Regions from separate parts of the Sus scrofa genome. Here regions 2 and 3 are each linked to region 1. The links are chromatin contacts, called in public Hi-C and HiChIP or PLAC-seq maps. All regions are on one chromosome and are shown on one strand. The core of a region is the stretch at or near the end of the contact, and the rest is flanking DNA. Distances in the headings are between cores, read along the strand shown.

Region 1 (4,291 bases), core at 1,141-3,640:
CATTTTTGTCCCATAATGATGTGGCCTCAAAGCCAAGATCAGGATTAGCTGTGCCATCTTTCCCATCAGATTAGAGCCATGGAAAGTTTAGTGTCTGGAAATTGAGTTACTGAGAGATGGCCAAGGCCACATCCAGATGTGGTGACAGAGCAAGGCAAGGCAGCTACGGAGAAATGCACTGTCTAGTTGCTCCAGGGAAGTAAAGTGTTCCATGAGAACTACAAAACTTCCTTCACATCTTCAGTGGGAAAATCATTTGCTCCACTTTTTGTTTAGAGAGTTATAATAGCCCATCTTTATCAGCTCTTTGTTCAGGTCTTTTCAGCTAAGACCTGAATGTAGTGGGCTGGCCAAGGGGTGGTTGGCAGTGAAGCATTTCAAGCATGGTAAACAGCAAGATCAGAGCCAGGCAAGTTCAAGAAACAGAAATGTAACTCTTACATTCTAGGACCCTACTAATAGTAATGCACCGCTTGCATTGTTCAGTTGGGAATTTGAATTATGAGAGTTTTTCTTGGTGGTGTAGGATATTTGCTGCTGCTTTTTTTTTTTTTTTTTTCCTTTGGTATTTCCTTCTTAATATAAGTGGCTGGGTGGTGGAGAATAATTTGGGAGCCCTGGGATACATCTCTGCCTCCCTGGCTCTCCCACAGTGCTGGCCGCTCAGCTGGTTCCCCGTGTAGATACAGGCTCCATTTTAGCTGCAGACTCTAAACGCAGACTGGAGTGAGCTGCCTCCTCCACTACTTACTCACAGCCTTGGAGGCCCAGAACCCCCCTCCCATCCCACCTAGTCTTCTTCCATTCTGATAAGCCAGAGCTTTCAGAGCAGAGATTCAGCTTCCTTGTTTTCCAGTCGGAGCAGGAGCCAGAAAATGAAACAGGAAACAGAGCGGAAGAGGAGGGGGTGGGTAGTTGAGAAGGAAAGGAAGGAGAAATTGCAAGAAAGTAGAGCTGAAGATCTGAAGGATGACAGCTGAGCTTTAGAAAACATTCTGACTTGTCAGAAGAGGCCCCTGTCCTTTTTACAAATAGATTTTTGAGGAAACTTGATGTGGACAGAGGGAACCTTAAGAATGCATGTCTTTCTCACAAAGGAAGGATAGTTCATTTCTCAATTTTGTTTCTGCAAACAGAGTGCTGCTTGGAGCCTCATAGACTTCTAGAGATTCAAGCCACAACCTTAGGCCCCAGTCAGCAGTGTGCCCCACAGCTTTGCTGATTCACTCACATGCCTCTGGAGCTTTTGAGAACAAGGTATGTCACCATAAAACCTGGGAGAAGAGTCTTTTAAACTCCATTTTACCCCTTCTCCTCCAACACACCAGGATGAAAATGTGATTTATCCACCTTAAACGCAACAAAACCTGAGGAAGTTTAGGTCTCAGGACCTAAAATGAGCAATAAAGAATCAAAAGATCCAGTCTCTGGCCCCCCAGAACTGCTGTGGGCTAGTTGTCATTGCTTGGAGAGATAGCAAACAGTTCTTTTGTTCCCACCCTATTAGCTGCTGCGGAAGATAAACCCCTCCCTCAGCCAGGGCTGTGGCCAGAAGCTAACACAGACCCTAGCTTCGTTTGGAGGGCAGATAACTGAAACCACAGAGGGCTTTGGAATCCTGAGAAATGAGAAATCCACCAACGGAGAAGGATTTATTATCTATTTCCTTTAAGGAGGGTGCAAAGTTGTTCTAACAGTTTCCGTTACAGGGGCACCAACTGGCCGCTCCTCCCTAACAGACAGTTTTGTTGAGTTAGCTGCTTCTTCTTTTTTTTTTTTCTTTTTTGGCCCCGCTTCCTACGAGAGAAACTGCTTGAAGGAGTCCCGGGGCGGTGTGGGGGGGTCCTCTAAAGTTTCCTTCACCATCCTCATTAGTCACCTGAGCTGGGGCTGAGGACCGAAGCAGGACAGGTCTTTAGTAGCTGGAGGAGGGGAAAGCCAGGGGGAACCCCCACTTTCTTCACAACCAGGACGCACGGTGCCGCTGCTGGCCACAGAAACCCCAAAAGGCTTCTTTTTCTATTCAAAGAAGAACAGCTATTGCTCCAGGCCCTGTGCTGACCTGTTGTTGCCGAACAGCAGGGAAAGTGCGGCTCGGGCTTCTGCGAAGAGGCCGCAGGGCAGCCCCCAACTCCGAGAGCCTCGGCCCACAGGGCAACTCAGTTGGTGTTTGCGGGGCGGAACTGGGCCAAGAGCATCGACTCTAAGCCAGCAGCCCCGACGGGCTAAATGAAGGCGGGGGAAGGGGCTTGAGGAGTTGGAATTCCTCAGGTGTCACCAAGGCAGGAAGGTGCCAATGCGGGGGTGGGGTGGGGGTGGGGTTGGCGCGGAACCGCGAGATCCTTCGTCCCCGCCCCACTCGCCCGGAGTCAACATGGCCGCCGCGGAGGGGGGCGGGGCAGCTCAGAATCCCGGCAGGAGCGGGGCGGGGCCGCCATCGGCGGAGCCAGTGCGCAGGCGCGACCGCTCGGGGCCCCGGATGGACGAGCTAAGGTTCGGGCCCCGCCTGGGAGGTTGAGAGCAGCGGGTGCCGGGGACCCGGCGCCAGCTTGGGAGCCTAGGAGTTCCAGGGGGAGGGAAGTTGTCAAACGGAGGCCGAGGGAAATGAGGCGGAGGCCGCGAGAAGCGAGGAGCCCCGCCCCTCCGCCATAGCGGCCTCCCAGTGCCGCCTCTTCCTTTACAGCCTGCAGCCCGCCCCTGCCTTCCGGCCCTAGGCCGGACCGGGCCCCACCGGTTCCCTCGGGAGTTAACCGCTGAGCCGTGTCCCCTTTGTGGAGAGGAGATGCCCAGTCCCTGGTTGGGACTACGTCCGAAAAGGAGAACGCGAGAACGGGCTTCGGACCCGGCTGGGCTTGGGAAAGATGGCCTCTGCCTCGCGGCAGCTAGCAAAACCTCTGGTCCTGAGGACCTTGGGTCAGAGCGACCTCCCTACCCCACAGAGGATGTTAATCTTATCCAGAGAAACTAGGGCTCCAATTCCACAGGTTTTCCTATCGGCCCAGATTGGGCCCTCCCTGCCTTGAGTACAAACAGCAAGAGCTTGCGCTGTCAGACAAGTACTGGGCTTGGAGACCCGGCTTGTAATCCAGTTTCTGGAAGACTGCAACCCTTTTGGCAGGAGTGAGGGCTGGTAGACTATGAGGTTTCAGAAGGGAAAAAAAGGAAAAGAAAAGACATTCTCTTTAAATATTGCTTTGGCTGTGCCACCTGACCCCAGCGAGCCTCAGTTTCCACATCCATAAAATGGCGATTGTAATTACACAGGCCTCATGGGGTGTAATGAGATCTCTGGTGGAAAAACTCTGGAGATTTTATTACCCTGGGCATATTTATCTCACAGGAAAACAGGGTAAAACTGGTTGCTCTCTAAGTGCCCTGCCAGTTCAGAATCTGTGATTTCGTTAGAGGGGTTGTTGGGAAGTGAGGCCCTCAATGAGCAGAGAGGGAGCTCACTGGTTTTATTTTCACTCGGTTTACCTGTAAGTTAAGGGTAGGCTGCACGTCTTCTGTTGTCGCTGGGTCTAGAGCTTGACTCTAGAGAGAGGAAAGGAAGAATGGAAGCCTGGTGAAGAGGCAGAGGTGGGTTACGTGCTCTTCTGTTCCCAACTCCTCTGCATGTGGGTGGGAAGTGAAAGAAGGGAAAAAGTGAATAAACGCTAGGATAGGCAACCAGCGGACGTGTGAGGCTGGCTGTGCCTGTTCCCGCGAATCCTTTCGATTCAGCGAGTCAGATATTGGAACTGTTGGGTAGATTCACAAACTACCGCTGCTCTCTGGGGATTTCAGAAGCTTGCTTTTGAACTGAATTTTGATGAGCAAACCCGTTTGGCGTTGGGAGCCCCTCCCTTCCTCCTGGCCTCCTGGTGATGGAGTAAGCAACAGGCGCCCCCTTGTGCTGAGGAAAGAGAACTGTTGCTCATGGCAGGTTTTTCTGGAGATATTGTATTATTTTCCTGTGGCTTTTGTGACTTCTGTCGTTTTGCTCTCAACGTGAGATATGGTGGGAGGAATACTCGGAGCAGTGATTTTTGTATCCGGAGCCAATGAACTGGTGAAGCTGTATCTAGTTCTTGCCAGCTCCACTCAGTCAGAACACAGGCTCAGAATGCCTGTTTGTAATGCTAGGCCCTGAGGGTATAGTTAGGAGCAAAATGGACAAAAGCCCCTGCCCTCATAAAACAACGTAAATAAGCAACAGCAATAAAGATGACCAGGCAGAGTGTAACGAGAGCATATCACATAGTCTAGTGAGGGTCAGAGAAGAATTCCAGAAACAAGTGATACCTAAAAG
Region 2 (4,291 bases), core at 845-3,344, 60 kb before region 1:
AATACCTTAAGAAGAATTCTTTCTCAAGAAGGTGTGTTTTAGAGCCATTTGTAATTTCATTGGAAATTGAGAGAAATTGGTTAGCTAAGTTTGGTCTTCCAAAAAAGTGATCTTTATCATTTTTGGGTGAGTTTTTTCTCTTTGAAAGGTGGCTAATAAAAGTGCTGTGGATAAAGAGAAGAACTTTATCATTTATTGGGGAATTTATTAGTTTGATGCTTTAGTTGCTTTATTTGAAGAGCTCTGTCAGGAACCAAAGAAGAAATAAAGAAATATTAGCCACCTGGTTGTGGTTTTTCTGTCATGACTCTTTTGGGTAGACAGCTGTGAGGTGGCTATTACAGTTGTCTCTCATAATCTGTTTGAGTTTTGTAGAAGATTCAATGACTCTTATTACTTTGGTCTCTTTTTTCCTACCCTTAGTGAGTTTTTTCCTGATCTTCTGGTTTGGAAGGATGAAACAGTAGGCTAAATATCTCTGAGCCAGGGAGAGAGCCAGGCCTCTTTTCTTGATCTCTGTCACTTTAGAGACAGAATGTGGGTTAGAGTGTCCTAAGTCTGTTGTCTGGTTGTAGCCCCTCCTAAGGGCTACATCAGGTTGGTGCTTTGGGTGATGTCTTTGAAATGGGCTCTTACTGAAAGGGAGAGCATGCCCTGATGTTCTAGAATCATTTCTATCAACAGAGTGAAGTAAGTAGAACGTTTCATTGATTATTATTTGTATTCAACTTGGACACTAATGGAACTGTTTTTTTTTTAATGGCTGCACCTACAGCATGTGGAAGGTCTTGGGCGAGGGACTGAATCTGAGCCACAGATCTGGCAACACCTAATCCTTTAACCCGCAGCACCTGGCTGGGGATCGAACCCATGCCTCTGCAGTGGCCTGAGCCAATGCAGTTAGATTCTTAACCCACTGTGCCACAGTGGGAACTCCACAAATGGAACTGATAAAAAATTAAAAAACAAAAAAAACCCTGTCTCTTCAGAGTGGTAGTTACGAACTAGTTGTTAGTAATTCCTCTCTCACTGTTGGCATATGATCAGTTTGTTTAGAACTTAAATGAACTAGAACTGAAATGGAAGAATTGTTTTCTGTCTCTTGTAAAGTAGAGAAATGGAATGTGATTCTCAGGTTGTGAATGATAAGAAACATAGGCTAAGTGGGTCTGATTTCCTGGATCAGGTGTTGGTATATCCGATGAGAGATTTTTACTTTCCTATCATCCCTTAAGCTTCAGGAAATCATTAGAGATATCTGGTGAGGCCAAGCAGGAGGCTAAGAATCTCTTATTGTCCTGGGTAACAAACAATGGGGAAACAACTGTTTAAATGAAGGGAAAAAAAGAAAGGAATCTTCTTATTTTAGGAGGCAGGGTCTGGGAATAGAACTAAACAAGCAGGTGTCTGGGAGAACCTCATTTGGGGTAGAGCTCCTTGACCAGTCTTCAAAGCCATGAAGTACTGGAGGAGTAAGAAAAGACAGGATGAGGATACAGATGTCAGAGTGGCTAGGGAGGGGGGCACAGTGAGAATGGCTTATGCTGGTCAACTCGTGTACCAGGGTGCAACGGGCTGTTCTCTTTAAGGAGGTCTACTCCTCGGCCTTCCTCAGAGCTGAGTGGGGCCACGTGGAGCTTGCAGGAAGCTGATAGTGGGTTGGTTGCAAGAGGCCTTAACTTTTATATTTGTCCCTGCTGGAAATGCTCCTTAATAGGGGAGGGTCCCAAACGGGAACTGGATCAACAGCTGCCGCCTGTCCCTGTAATCACAGGAAGCCTAGCCGGGTGCCTTTGTATGGGAGCTCCACAGCCAGACAATAGTTTGTGCTGGCGGGGCCATGTGGCGGCGAGTCACGTGACCTGGGGCTGTTTTCTGCCGGGGTCCTTACCCATCTGTTCTCTCGGCTCTTTCTGGGTTATCAGGCGCCAGTCCAAGTCCTCCCAGGCAGCCAGCTTCATGGCCAGAGATTACGAGCACTAACCTTCCTGGCAGGGGCGGTGTGGCTTCGAGTTTATGCAGATTAGCCATGTGTTTCTCACTTCAAGGCGTTCCACAGGAAAAGCCTTTTCCTGTGTTTGGCTCTCAGTGGGCGGTTCCCAGCTTACTGTACTGGGACTCAGCAAGCAGCAGGCGTGCACGAGAGGGATCACAGTACACTGGCCCCCTCCCATTCCACCTCCAGTGCTACGTCACCACAACACAACCACTCGCGCTCTCATACTGTTGGTGTCATTCATTCGGTGCCAAGATTGCTTTAAAAAATTCCCTTGGCCCCAGTTCAAACAGGAGTACAGCTGGGATGTGTTAGATTTTAGGCAGTCTGCCCTCAATTTGAGATGAGTTATAAATAGCAGTGCCGACTTCCTTAACTACCGCTCTCTGAGGTAAAATGCAGGTTAATTACTGTGGGAATCAATTAGGGGGTTCTTTCGGTTAAAGAGCCAAGGATGCTTTTTTTATTGTTATTATTAAAAGTCATACAACAAATCTGGCCAGGAATAAATTGGAAGCACAAGGAGTAAGAAATAATATTTTATTGTCCAAAATCCAAGATTATGGCTCTAGGTTTCTAATGGCCTTAGCTAGTTGGCATTTAGGGTGATATAGGACAAGTGATAGTCGGGACTTCTGCTTTCTGATGGACACTTTTTTTGGCAGTCCGCCCATCCCTCTAGTTGTGTACTTGCTGGTTCTTGGGTGCTAAATCTGGCTCCTCAGGTTTGCATCCTGGTTACTTCCTTTATGCATCTTTGGATTGGGACTGAAGCCTTGAGCTTTCCCCATTCAGACTTTAAAGAAGATTAACTTTCTCTTTCCTGGTGCCACTGTTATGTGGTGTGGTGCATTTTGGTGAACAGAATCTTTCACTTGCAAGTTGAAGTCCCTGGCCCTGTCTTCTCTGCTCTCTTCTCAATCAGTTGTGATCAGAAGTTGGAGGATTTCAAGTTTAGGGTGTTGTATCTCAGCAGCCTTTATGGTCTTTATGGCTTTTGGTGCAGTAGGAGGTTGTGAGGGATTCCATTAACCCTCTTGTCTGGAGGGGCTTTTGATGCCATTTGCTTAAAGCAGGGGAACTCTGTGCACGTAGTTAGTCTGTAAGCTGTTTGTTCTGAATATATTCGGAGGAACCAGCCTACTAGGCATCCTTGCTTTGATGCCCTTAGACTGCCTTTTTTTTTTTTTTTTTTGGTCTTTTTGCCATTTTCTTGGGCCGCTCTTGGGCTGCTCTCGCGGCATATGGAGGTTCCCAGGCTAGGGGTCGAATCAGAGCTGTAGCCACCAGCCTACGCCAGAGCAACAGCAACGTGGGATCTGAGCTGCATCTGCAACCTACACCACAGCTCACAGCAATGCCGGATCCTTAACCCACTGAGCAAGGCCAGGGATCGAACCCACATCCTCGTGGTTCCTAGTCGGATTTGTTAACCACTGCGCCACGACGGGAACTCCATAGACTGCATCTTTTGATGCATTTCATTTGGCAGGCAGTTTTGTAACACGTCTGGTGATCTGGAAAGGGGTAAGTGGTGAGTAGAAATGGGAGTTTTCTTATGGCTTTTTTCTCCTTTTTTAATTTTATTTTTTATGAACGCAGGAGAGTGTGTAGCAGGGGGTCCGACTTTCCTGATCAGGGAGGCAGCATTTTCCTCTCAATTATGTGTCTTCGTGGCAGAGCCTTTGCTTTTGAAGTGTAATCACAGTAATCTATTCCTGTGGTTTCCCATTGAAAGGATTTCCTCTCCATCTTTTCCAGAGTGGAATCTCTGGCTCTTTGGTGTTTTGGTGTGTCCCATTCCCTGCCCCTTTCTTGGTGCTTGCAGACTGCTGATGCTGGCTTTTCTATCTTGCATGTCGCAGGAATTTTTCTGGTCTGAAATTGCTACTTTCCATTAAAACAGATTAGTGAAGATATAAGGTCCCTTTTTTTGTTGTGAAAGATTGGAAGATGGCATTGTATCTATAATGCATCTATAACTGCAAATGACAAATCTTTCACAGTGGTTTTCAGTGTCAGAAGTGTGAGTTAAGGTCCCTGCCCACCTCCCTTTCTGATAATGAGCAGATGTTCAACTTTGACATGAGACCAGAGTAATTTGAACTGAGAATATATTTTGATTCGCTAAGCTGTATATTCTGTTGATTATAACCCTTTGGTGAAAGGAAGGAGTCAGAAATCTGATGTCCAGGAAAGAGAAGTGTCCTGATTTCATTTTTAGAATAAGAATTTCCTTATCATTTATATTTAGTCTGCAAGGAATTTCTAAAGTTAATGGCCTGTGTTAAACAA
Region 3 (4,291 bases), core at 1,128-3,627, 39 kb before region 1:
GGGGGAGAGATAAGAGGACCAGGATTATGTCATATTTCTGGAAGATAAGGAAGAGGCAGAGATGGTCTGCATAAAATTTATGTTTCAAGGAATATAAAGTTGGATGTGTCATGAAGTAGGTTATTGGGATCTTTCTGAGATAGGGAGAGGACCTGATTTCTGAAGGCCTGGGAGGAAGGAAATGAGCAAGCAAAGAAAAGGGATAAAGGTAAAGAGTGCTGTTGAAAAGCATGGAAGGAAGAGGCAGCTGAAATCAGCCTGAATTAATTCCTCAGCTTCATCTCAAGACCCACATGTGTATAAACCATATAGATATATAATGATGAAGATTCTGGCAGAATATTAGCAGGGTACAAACAGGGACATCTTTCAGGAGTTGTGAGAGAAGGGAATCAAGGGCACTGAGTTAGCTTAAAAGGGGCACTATATCCATGAAAAAGTCTTAGAGGCTGCTGTTGAAGATCTGGACCATACTTGTTTTCTCTGGTTAGGTAGGAGCGGAAGTTCTTGATAATCAGGAATGAGGTGAACAGGAATAGGATCTTCAATGTCAAATTATCTAAAGATATTCTTTTATCACTTGGGTTTCCAAGCCCTTCTTTGGATTTCACTTAACACCATAGTAGCTATTAGCATTTATGCTTTACTGCTGTGATGTTCTCAAACTCTTGAGAGCTTGGGTTACAGTGATCTGGAAAGAGGAAATGGGAGGGAACTCTTATAGAATCTGAATCTTAGAGGGCAAGAGTGAGGTCAGGAAAGGATCTACAGCCAAAACCAGTCCTCCTTGAAGGGCAGGAATTGATATGTACTGAGTTGAATAATCACTCCTATTTTACATAAGAAATCAAGAGTCAGAACTAGGATTTGAATCCAGTTTTCTCTGATGTCTCAGATGAAATATTTGCTTTAGCCTTCCGCTCAGCAGAGGAAAGACATGGAAAATGTGATTCTCTCTTAATGTTTAGCCAGAAGCTTCAACGCTTTATTTTAACATTGACTGGACTTGTCCTAAAAGAAAGAGTATATAGATGGATTTCCATTTCACTTTCGTCTCCCCAGACTTCTCTGTGATGGAAATATAAGATGAGTTATGAACTGAGGGACAGGCAAGAGTGGGGGAAGAAAGATGGCCAAATCTATAGGTCACGCCTTCTGAAGGAACTAACCAATTAGGGAATCACCTGCAACAGTGAAAAGTTGATGAGGAAGTTCCCACTGTGGCTCAGCAGTAACGAATCCATGAAGATAGATGCGGGTTTGATCCCCGGCCTTGCTCAGTGGGTTGAGGATCTGGTTGTTGTTGCCAGCTGCAGCATAGGCCCCTGACACAGCGTGGGTCTAGCATTGCTATGGCTGTGGTTGTAGGCTGGAAGCTGTAGCTCCGATTGGACCCCTAGCCTGGAAGCTTCCATATGCCTCCAGTGTGGCCCTAAAAAAAAGTTGATGAGAGTGGTTCTTTGCTTCCCTTGTGTTGGATGGGAGCAAGCCTTGTTCTGTGCGCCCCCCCCTTTTTTTATAAACAGTGTCCTGATTAATACTAAAACTTTAACCAGTTAGATCCTTGATACCAAAAAATTGTGGTCCATCATCTAGCAACAACAAATATCACCTGGGAGCTTGCTAGAAATGTAGATTCTTGGGCTCCACATCAGCTTTATTGAATCCAGTACTGTGTTTTTCCTTTTTTTTCTTTTTCTTTTTGGTCTTTTTGCCTTTTCTAGGGCCACTCCCACGGCATATGGAGATTCTCAAGCTAGGAGTCTAATCGGAGCTGTAGCCGCTGGCCTATGCCAGAGCCACAGCAACATAGGATCCGAGCCACGTCTGCAACCTACACCACAGCTCACGGCAATGCCAGATCCTTAACCACTGAGCAAGGCCAGGGATCAAACCCACAACCTCATAGTTCCTAGTCGGATTTGTTAACCACTGAGCCATGACAGGAACTCCTGAATCCAGTACTGTTAACAAGATCTCCACACGAATCGTGTGTCTTACGGTTTAGAAGCAAGAAGGGGTTAGACCCTGAGATCTGAAAGGTAAAATTTTTCAAATGAACTATCATGCCAGAGACTTTGGAATACATTTTACCAACTGTGTCTAATAAACCACTTGGTTTGTGGGTGCTCTGGGGGCCCTGACTCCCCATGCTAAAGTCCAGACCCAATTGTGGAGCCACGCACAGCTCCCAGCATACCTCTGCAACTTCATCTTTATCTGCTCAGGTACCTTAAGCTCCTCAAAACTCCTGGGTCTTTCTGCCCTTGTCATTTTGCTTAAAATGTGTGTGTCATGTCTGCTCCCCCGCCTTTTTAAATGCCCAGCAAACTTCTTCTTTCAAAACCTAGCTGTGAAATACCTCCTCTGGGCCTTCTTCCCCATTTTCTTCATGTTAGCCTAGCATTATGCTTGTACCTCTGCTTGAGCACGCTGGCCTGTGTCTGATGCCTATGTCAGGCAGATACTTAGCAAACCTTTGTTTTGTATCGCCTAGGTTCTTGCTGCCTACCTGAGCCTAGGAGCCAGCTTTCTATCATCTAGGATCATTGGGGGGCACAGGGTGACAAATTCTTTAAAGGCTTAAAAAACTGGTGCATTTAAAAGATTTTAATTTTACACTGTTTGTGTTACCTTTTGTCACATTTCATGGTAAAAGGAGGCGGGGCCAACGTTTTTTACCTAGGTTTTTGATGACTTATTTTTAAAAGGCGAGCAGAAATGCCGCTAGCATTCTGGTATCCAGAGAAGCTGGGCCATTCTGAGATTGGTGACCTGTTTTCTTTTATCTGTGTATCTGTGCTTGCTCCCCCTGAATTGTAACCCAGGTGCTCTCACAAAGTCTCGAAAAGGAAATCCCCACCCCCTCTGTCATATCTGCCCAGAGCAGCTTGTACCCTGTGCAAGTAGCCATCCCTTCTCTAAATCGCCAGTTCTCTGGCAGGGCTAGCCAATCTGCTTCTCCATCTTAGTCACACTGCTTCAGTCCTGATACTGCCTGGTGCCTGCTGGAGCCTGTGCTGCTTACAGCAGATTACTGTATGCTTGTTCCTGGGCCTGTTTCCTGTTTCTATTCTAGTTGCTCGTGGCTCAGCTCTGCTTCCTGCCTGTGTGTCTCACACAGATTCCTCCTGCTGGAACCTTTTGCTTTTTTCAGAACAACTTCAGTCTGAAAACTAACCTCTAGGGTGATGGGTCCTGGGCTCTGTTAGCCTACTGAGGACTGGTGGGAAGTACCCCGCCCCAAAGCATGCCACTTGGATCTAAGCTTGTTTTTCAGTTTGTCCTCAGTCCTGCTACAGGAAGTGGGTGATTCGTTACTTCAGCCAGAAATTGGTATAAGAAGATAAGCTGGGATCTTTTTGGGGCAAAACTTGTCTTTACTCATTAGCTATGCAGGCCTGTCAGGACTATGGTGCCTTGGTTCTTTCCCACCTGGAGCATATAAGCTTACTTTTCTGCTGCTGAGGAAAGCAGTTGGTACCCTTTCTAGCCCAAGCCCAGAGAATATTTATTTGGGATTGGGCAGGTAATGCTGTTATCTTCAGCAGGGCAAAAGTTTGCAGAGAATATATAGATGGAAAGGAAAAGCATGTGCTGATGCAGCCTTCCATCTGTGTGAGCAGTTCAAAACCCCCATCCCTGGCCCCCCTGAGCTTAAGAGTGGGAAGGAAAACATGCAAGAAGATTGTCCTGAACACATGTATGTGAAAGTTCTAGGCTTTCCCATCTTATCCATTTTCCCCAGAAGACTTTGACTTAGGGAATAAACTTTGTGAATGATTCTTTTCTTTCTCTGCTCTTTTGGGATCTTCTGATTATACTGTTTCAGATAGAGTGGTTCTAAGCTGAACCTAGGTCATACTAAACTCTAGGTGAATTTAATAGAGAGGAGTTCCCGTCGTGGCGCAGTGGTTAACGAATCCGACTAGGAACCATGAGGTTGCGGGTTCGGTCCCTGCCCTTTCTCAGTGGGTTAACGATCCGGCGTTGCCGTGAGCTGTGGTGTAGGTTGCAGACGCAGCTCGGATCCCGCGTTGCTGTGGCTCTGGCATAGGCCGGTGGCTACAGCTCCGATTGGACCCCTAGCCTGGGAACCTCCATATGCCGCGGGAGCGGCCCAAGAAATAGCAACAACAACAACAAAGACAAAAGACAAAAAATAAATAAAATAAAAAAAATTTAATAGAGAAGGATTTAACATTGGAAATTAGGAGGATTGAAGGAACATGCTCTAGACTTGTCCTCCAGGTATTGGGATCTAGACCTAGATTTGACCCACCAGAGACAC

The links. Hi-C and Micro-C count contacts between places; a contact is called where the count stands out from the background. HiChIP or PLAC-seq counts read pairs in DNA pulled down with a chosen protein or histone mark.
Region 2: a contact with region 1 is called in a Hi-C map of fetal liver, with 1.9 times the contacts expected there. The contact joins the enhancer-like site here to the promoter of PIGV in region 1. A contact is called at or near these places in 2 of 5 promoter capture datasets (fetal skeletal muscle and liver), 17 of 47 Hi-C or Micro-C datasets (alveolar macrophages, blood, embryonic fibroblasts and 8 more) and 2 of 2 datasets of contacts at active chromatin or transcription factors (alveolar macrophages and skeletal muscle).
Region 3: a contact with region 1 is called in an H3K27ac HiChIP or PLAC-seq map of alveolar macrophages. The contact joins the enhancer-like site here to the promoter of PIGV in region 1. A contact is called at or near these places in 4 of 47 Hi-C or Micro-C datasets (blood, fibroblasts, heart right ventricle and 1 more) and 2 of 2 datasets of contacts at active chromatin or transcription factors (alveolar macrophages and skeletal muscle).

The regions. Positions count from the first base shown.
Region 1 is chr6:84,127,521-84,131,811 of Sscrofa11.1, forward strand. PIGV (GPI mannosyltransferase 2) reads left to right here and starts at 2,391. Exons shown (of 4, transcript XM_003356221.4): 1 at 2,391-2,493.
Region 2 is chr6:84,067,492-84,071,782 of Sscrofa11.1, forward strand. All of the region lies in intron 1 of ARID1A (AT-rich interactive domain-containing protein 1A), which reads left to right. Among named protein-coding and RNA genes, the nearest start is that of ARID1A, 20 kb to the left of the region's middle. Within about 2 kb of position 2,095, at least 41 of the 83 cell types and tissues checked have an H3K27ac peak or open chromatin away from gene starts, as enhancers often do. A contact at or near this core is called in embryonic fibroblasts and fetal liver, where this site is marked.
Region 3 is chr6:84,088,649-84,092,939 of Sscrofa11.1, forward strand. The region is part of intron 4 of ARID1A (AT-rich interactive domain-containing protein 1A); the gene reads left to right. Among named protein-coding and RNA genes, the nearest start is that of PIGV, 39 kb to the right of the region's middle. Within about 2 kb of position 2,378, at least 24 of the 83 cell types and tissues checked have an H3K27ac peak or open chromatin away from gene starts, as enhancers often do. A contact at or near this core is called in alveolar macrophages and liver, where this site is marked.